2 separate regions of the Mus musculus genome follow, and region 1 is linked to region 2. Evidence: chromatin contacts called from public promoter capture Hi-C data. All regions are on one chromosome and are shown on one strand. The core of a region is the stretch at or near the end of the contact, and the rest is flanking DNA. Distances in the headings are between cores, read along the strand shown.

Region 1 (2,700 bases), core at 80-2,579, about 22 Mb after region 2:
AATCCCCTATAGCAAAGGAACGGACAGAACTCTTCCGAGTATTCCCTGCTACAGCAGACAGTGTCTAAATAGAGATTAAAAACAGCAGCTACTCTGTCTTCAAGGCCTCCTTTTACTGCCCCCCCCCCCCGCAGAGGGGAGCGTTTAAGCAGCTTTCTAAGAGGTGGAAATGATCTTTCCAGGACAGTTATCTCTCGATAGTAAAGAAACCCGACATGCTGAGCAAAGTTAAAGCGGGGACAGACAGGGTTGGCTGGCAGACTAAAGTGCCTTATGCTGTCCTTTCCAAAATTATGTCAGGAGGGATCCCTCATAGCAGAATTTCAAGACTGAAGAAAGCAGCAAGCTTTGGGGACCAGACCTCTGCCAGGCCTGACAGGAGGTAGAGGTAGGTAGCATCCTTTGCACACACGCGCGCCCGCGCACATACACACACCCTAGGTGCTTGTCTCATCCAGACTCCTGAGCACTCCGACCATCTGTTGTTTGGGGGCTACACCAGTAGGGAGCTCCTTAGCAGGGAGAGCCCATCCAGCGCCGTCGCTCCGGAGCCAAGTCCTCGCAGCAAGGCCTCAGGCACTCTGAAGCAGCACGACCCCGCGTGGCCAGGGCCCGCTCCCTACACTTCGACATAGAGCTTAAGGGATTCACCACAGAACTAACAGGACAGGCCTGCTTGAGTCCGGCTTGCGAGCGGCCGGCGTGGAGAGAGTAGCCACCGCCATCTCTACTACCCGCCCCGGCATCCGGTGGGGAACCCGAATGGGGCCCAAAAAAGTGTCCCAAAAAAAGCCCGACTAGACTCGAGAGCTGGCCCTGGGTGGAGCTGAGAAGAAGCAGGACGCGCAAAGGCAATCCGGAGGAGGGAGAAGTAAGGTCGGTGGCAAGCAATGTGCAAACTCCCAGGAACTAGAATAGGATTGGGAGGGTGTAGACATGCGGCCCGCGGCTGGGGAGAAGACTACTATAAAGCTTAGACCCGCACAAAACTTCCGAGCAGGTGCAGGGAGCGCGCGGGAGCGCCCAGCCAGGGAGCCCGGAGGTGGTTCCGGGTTGGGGGAGGGAAGCAGGAAGCTTAGTGGGTACTGGGGGGTCGCACCCGCGCCTACGACTGCCGTACTCACCTCTTCGAGAAAGCCTGAGTGTGGCTCTCTGTCCGTAAGCACCAGCTCACCCCAACTCTTCGGATCGCTCCAGCCGCCTGCAGCAGCCGGGGATCCGGCTTTTGTTCCGGCCCAAGTGGGCTCCTCCCCGCCCCCCATCAGCTCACAGGCTAAGCAGCCCGGCGATTGGGCACACGCGTTCCCTAGCCTGAGCTCTAGGCTCCTCCCCATTCGCTGCTGTGGTGGCCCCGCCCTCAGGCCTGACCTGGGGCTGATGGGACTTGTAGTCCCGGACGTGGGCGGGGCCGTGGGCGGGGCCTAGGATGGGGAGATGGGCCGGGCGGCTCTAGGAGGAGAACCTACGAGGCTGGGGGCTGTGGCCTGATCGTTTCAGGGGCTGGGCCGGCCAGCCGCCGGGTTGGGTAGCTGAGGGAGGGGGTTGTTGGCCCAAAAGGCTATAGCACTTCTCCCTGGACCTGGCGTCCTCTTCCTCCCTCCCAGGAGAGCAACTGACGTTCTTATCCCAGGCTCTTGTAAGCCGCCACACCAAACCCAGTGCGTTAGACCTGCTTTTGAAAAGCTACGTCTGCTTTCCTTTCACACGTGTCGCCTCTCCGCTCCTGGAACCCTCCCCAGGGAATTTACCAGAGCCAGTCTACACGACCACGCTACACAATCAGACTGTCCGACCTAGGACATAGATTGGAGGAAGGGGTAAACTAGTGAGGCCAGAAGGACGCCAGTCCCAACGCGAGTCCTCTTACAGGCTCACCTGAGCGCGGATCTGGGCGGAGCTGATCATTTATCTGAGATTAAAACTTAGGACTGGGGCCATCCCTGCCCAACCTCTTGCTCCCTCCCCCAACCTCAAACTAAGACACCGAAAGCAATGAACAACCTCCTCTTTTCTGTTACTTGCGAAAGATAGAACATATTTTCCAAACCCAAAACTGGAGCGCCCAGTCTAACAGGTACCCGAGAACTTCTGGGGCAGAATAGATAAATCATAAGGTCCTGGAAATCAGGAATTCACTGCTTCCCTGGAGTGGAAGCCTCTCTTGCTTGTCCCCTAGTCCCAGTATGTCTTCCCAGATGGACCCAGAAACTAACAATTTTCCAGCTCTAGGAAGGAGGCCAGAATCATCCTTTAATCAGCTCAGGTGATGCGTCAGCCCAGGGTGCAGAGAATCTGCATGGCTGTGCCCCTGGCAAAAAACCCTGGGTCAAAAGCTCCCTGCAACAATGTTGCAACACTCTCCTGGGCAAACACTTTCCCAAGGCCCCCCACTCCCAGGCCCTTTTCGGCCAGTCTTTGGATGGCTGAACTTGTAACACCCATTCTTGACCAGCGTGTGCTCCTTTTTTTGTTTGTTTGGGTTTTTTTTTTGTTGTTGTTGTTTTGTTTTTTACGAGACAGGGTTTCTCTGTGTAGCCCTGGCTGTCCTGGAACTCATTTTGTAGACCAGGCTGGCCTCGAACTCAGAAATCCGCCTGCCTCTGCCTCCTGATTAAAGGCGTGCCACCACTCCTGGCTAGCGTGTGCTCCTTGATGACGTCTTTTTTTTTTTTTTTTCTTGGTCCCTTCCCTAATACTCAT
Region 2 (2,700 bases), core at 2-2,501:
AATGTCTTGCTTGTTGGATCACCTTCCTGTGGGCTATATTACCTTCCTTGGTGAACTTCTTAAGTTCCCTTTTGGTTTAGAAATTAAACCCAAGTACGCTAGGCAGGAGCTCTACCACTGATATTCACCCTCAGTCCCTCTTTTCTTTTTCTAAAATTTGAGAAGGGTAGCACTAAGTTGCCTAGACTGGTTTTAAGCTAGTTATGTAGTTCAGGCCTGTCCAGAGTATACCATAAAAACTGCTTTTCTGCCGGGCGTGGTGGCGCACGCCTTTAATCCCAGCACTCGGGAGGCAGAGGCAGGCGGATTTCTGAGTTCGAGGCCACCCTGGTCTACAGAGTGAGTTCCAGGACAGCCAGGGCTATACAGAGAAACCCTGTCTCGAAAAACCAAAAAAAAAAAAAAAAAAAAAAAAAAAAAAAACTGCTTTTCTTTTCTTTTTTAAAGATTTGTTATATCTAAGTACATTGTAGCTATTTTTAGACACACCAGAAGAGGGCGTCAGATCTCATTATACAGATGGTTGTGAGCCACCATGTGGTTGCTGAGATTTGAACTCAGGACCTTTTGGAGAGCAGTCTGTGCTCTTAACCATCTCTTCAGCTCTTGCTTGTCTTTTCTTTTGGAGACAATCTCTATGTAGTCCAGGTTGGCCTCGAATTCACAGCAATGCTCCTACATCTGCTCCCAAGTACTGAAATGACAAGCGTGTACCACCCCACCTGGTGCACGGTCTCTTACTGTTGATAACTGCTCAAACTTCATTAACTGTTTTAACAATATCTTGTTTGTTTGGATCAACTACCTATGGGCTATGTTCGTAAAGGGGAAGTACCTCGCCTGTTTTGGTCATAACTGTAAACTCCGGGCAGTCTGACCTGTGCAGTTTACGCTTATTATCAGTTGAAGCAAAGAATAACCAATCTACAGGGAAAAACTATCTTCCAAGGGCACAGGCTGGTCTGGAGGGCGTGGTTTGGCTGTGGGCGGGGCCTCCCGCCTAAACCTAAGGACCGGATGCCTGGGCGGGGCATCCCATAGTGGTGCTCTGGCTTCGGGGCGGAGCCAACAGGGCCACGATTTCTTGGTCAGAATTAGGGCCCTAATTTCTCCCTTAGCATTTCCTCCCCAGCGCCCTGGCTCACCCGAAGGCACCTCTTCCCACCACTCGGATCCGCTCGTACTTCTCCATCTCATTTCTCAGTTACGCTTCTGGAATCCCGGTGCGGCGCGTGCGCGGACCCTCCCATCTGGGAGCTCCTCCTCCTTGCTGTAAAACTTTTGCAGGGCGGAGCCGGCGAAACGGGGGCGTCTGTCGAGTCCGGCGTCTTTCTCTGACTTTGAACTCAACCTAGAGGCTAAGTCGTGTTTCCCCAACGAGGGATCAGAGAATAGTCGTTCTGGGTTTCTTGACGAGTCCCTCAGTGCTCAGAACCGTACCAGCCACATCGCACACGCGTGACTTGGGCATAGGTAGTTAGACTGGAGCGATAAGGCGCCCACTTATGTTGCCCGGCAAAAAAACAAGATTGTTCTTTCAGAGGTCTAATGCGAGTGGAATGCGAAGATCGATACAGTCCCCACTGTCCGGGACGAGTTGGCACTACCTCAGAAAGATAAAGGGATTCTCATGATTGGCACGTAAAGTATAAACCACCAAAACCGAGCCGGTCTGTGTGGGGAGAGGAGCGGCGTTATTTGGTGTTTGCCGAGGGAGGGACCGGGAAAACCCCAGTTGGACAAACTGATTCACCTGAAGAGTACATGACGTGGTCTCTTGGTTGTAACAACTACTGAGCACAGTGCTCTCGGTTTCTCAGAATCCGCACAAAACGCTGCCGTAGGGGGACTCGGAGCTTTACTCAAAACTTATAGCGTCGCGGTAGGGGGAAACCCAGAGAAGGTTCTATGCTTCTGTCCAGAAATAGTGGGCTGGTTGGTATCGCTGCTAGGGTTTCGACCAGGATGAATGAAATCCTGACTTCTTCATGACGCCTGCAGCTCTAAGGGAGTTATAAAATGTCAGTATTCAGGAGGTGGTCCTTAGCTAACAACGTTCCTATTTCTCAGTGGGCGAGAGAAGGGTTGTTTATTTTTTGTCCCTGCCCCGCCCCAAACTAGCCTACGTGGAGGGAACCTGTGGTCACTGGCTCAGGCCGGAGTTGGCTGGGGAAGCAAAGAGGGAGTGCTGGGGTAAAACGCTCACACAAAACATTACATCGTGCTATCACTTAGTAACCGAATGGGCCTTGAGTGACCCTGGGGACCTCTGGGAGTTAATGTGTAACCCTGGAACCATCAGGGAAGGCAGCAAATACCCAAAAGGCATAGGTGCCTGGGAGTCTGAGCTTGGGCTTTTGCCCCTCAACATCTTGAAACACCGTTCTCCTAGTCCCCACTTTTTGCCCTCGTTGTCCACTTCCACCTCCCAAAGGCACACTCCCTTCATTCAGCACCGCCTCTGGGTTGCTCCTTTTCTCCTGGTCTGCCGATCCCGCTCCGCAGAGCAACTGCCTTACTCTCTGGAGTGGAGGCGGGCTTGGATCCCGCATCACAGTGAGGACAGACTGACACCTAGTGGCCAGAAGCCGCATCTACTCCAGGCCGCTGCCCTGGAGAGAGGGTCACCCCAGCTGTCTGGGCAAATCGGCAGCCTTCCCCGCCCCAGCCTCCAAGGAGCCAGAAGAGGGTTGGGACTGT

The links. Promoter capture Hi-C pulls out the DNA fragments that hold promoters and counts their contacts.
Region 1: a contact with region 2 is called in a promoter capture Hi-C map of cranial neural crest. The contact joins the promoter of Acly here to the promoter of Nek8 in region 2.

The regions. Positions count from the first base shown.
Region 1 is chr11:100,526,671-100,529,370 of GRCm38.p6, forward strand. Acly (ATP citrate lyase) reads right to left here and starts at 1,330. Exons shown (of 28, transcript NM_134037.3): 1 at 1,125-1,330.
Region 2 is chr11:78,175,415-78,178,114 of GRCm38.p6, forward strand. Nek8 (NIMA (never in mitosis gene a)-related expressed kinase 8) reads right to left here and starts at 1,252. Exons shown (of 15, transcript NM_080849.3): 1 at 1,146-1,252. The coding sequence starts at 1,192. It also overlaps a transcript of Tlcd1 not described here.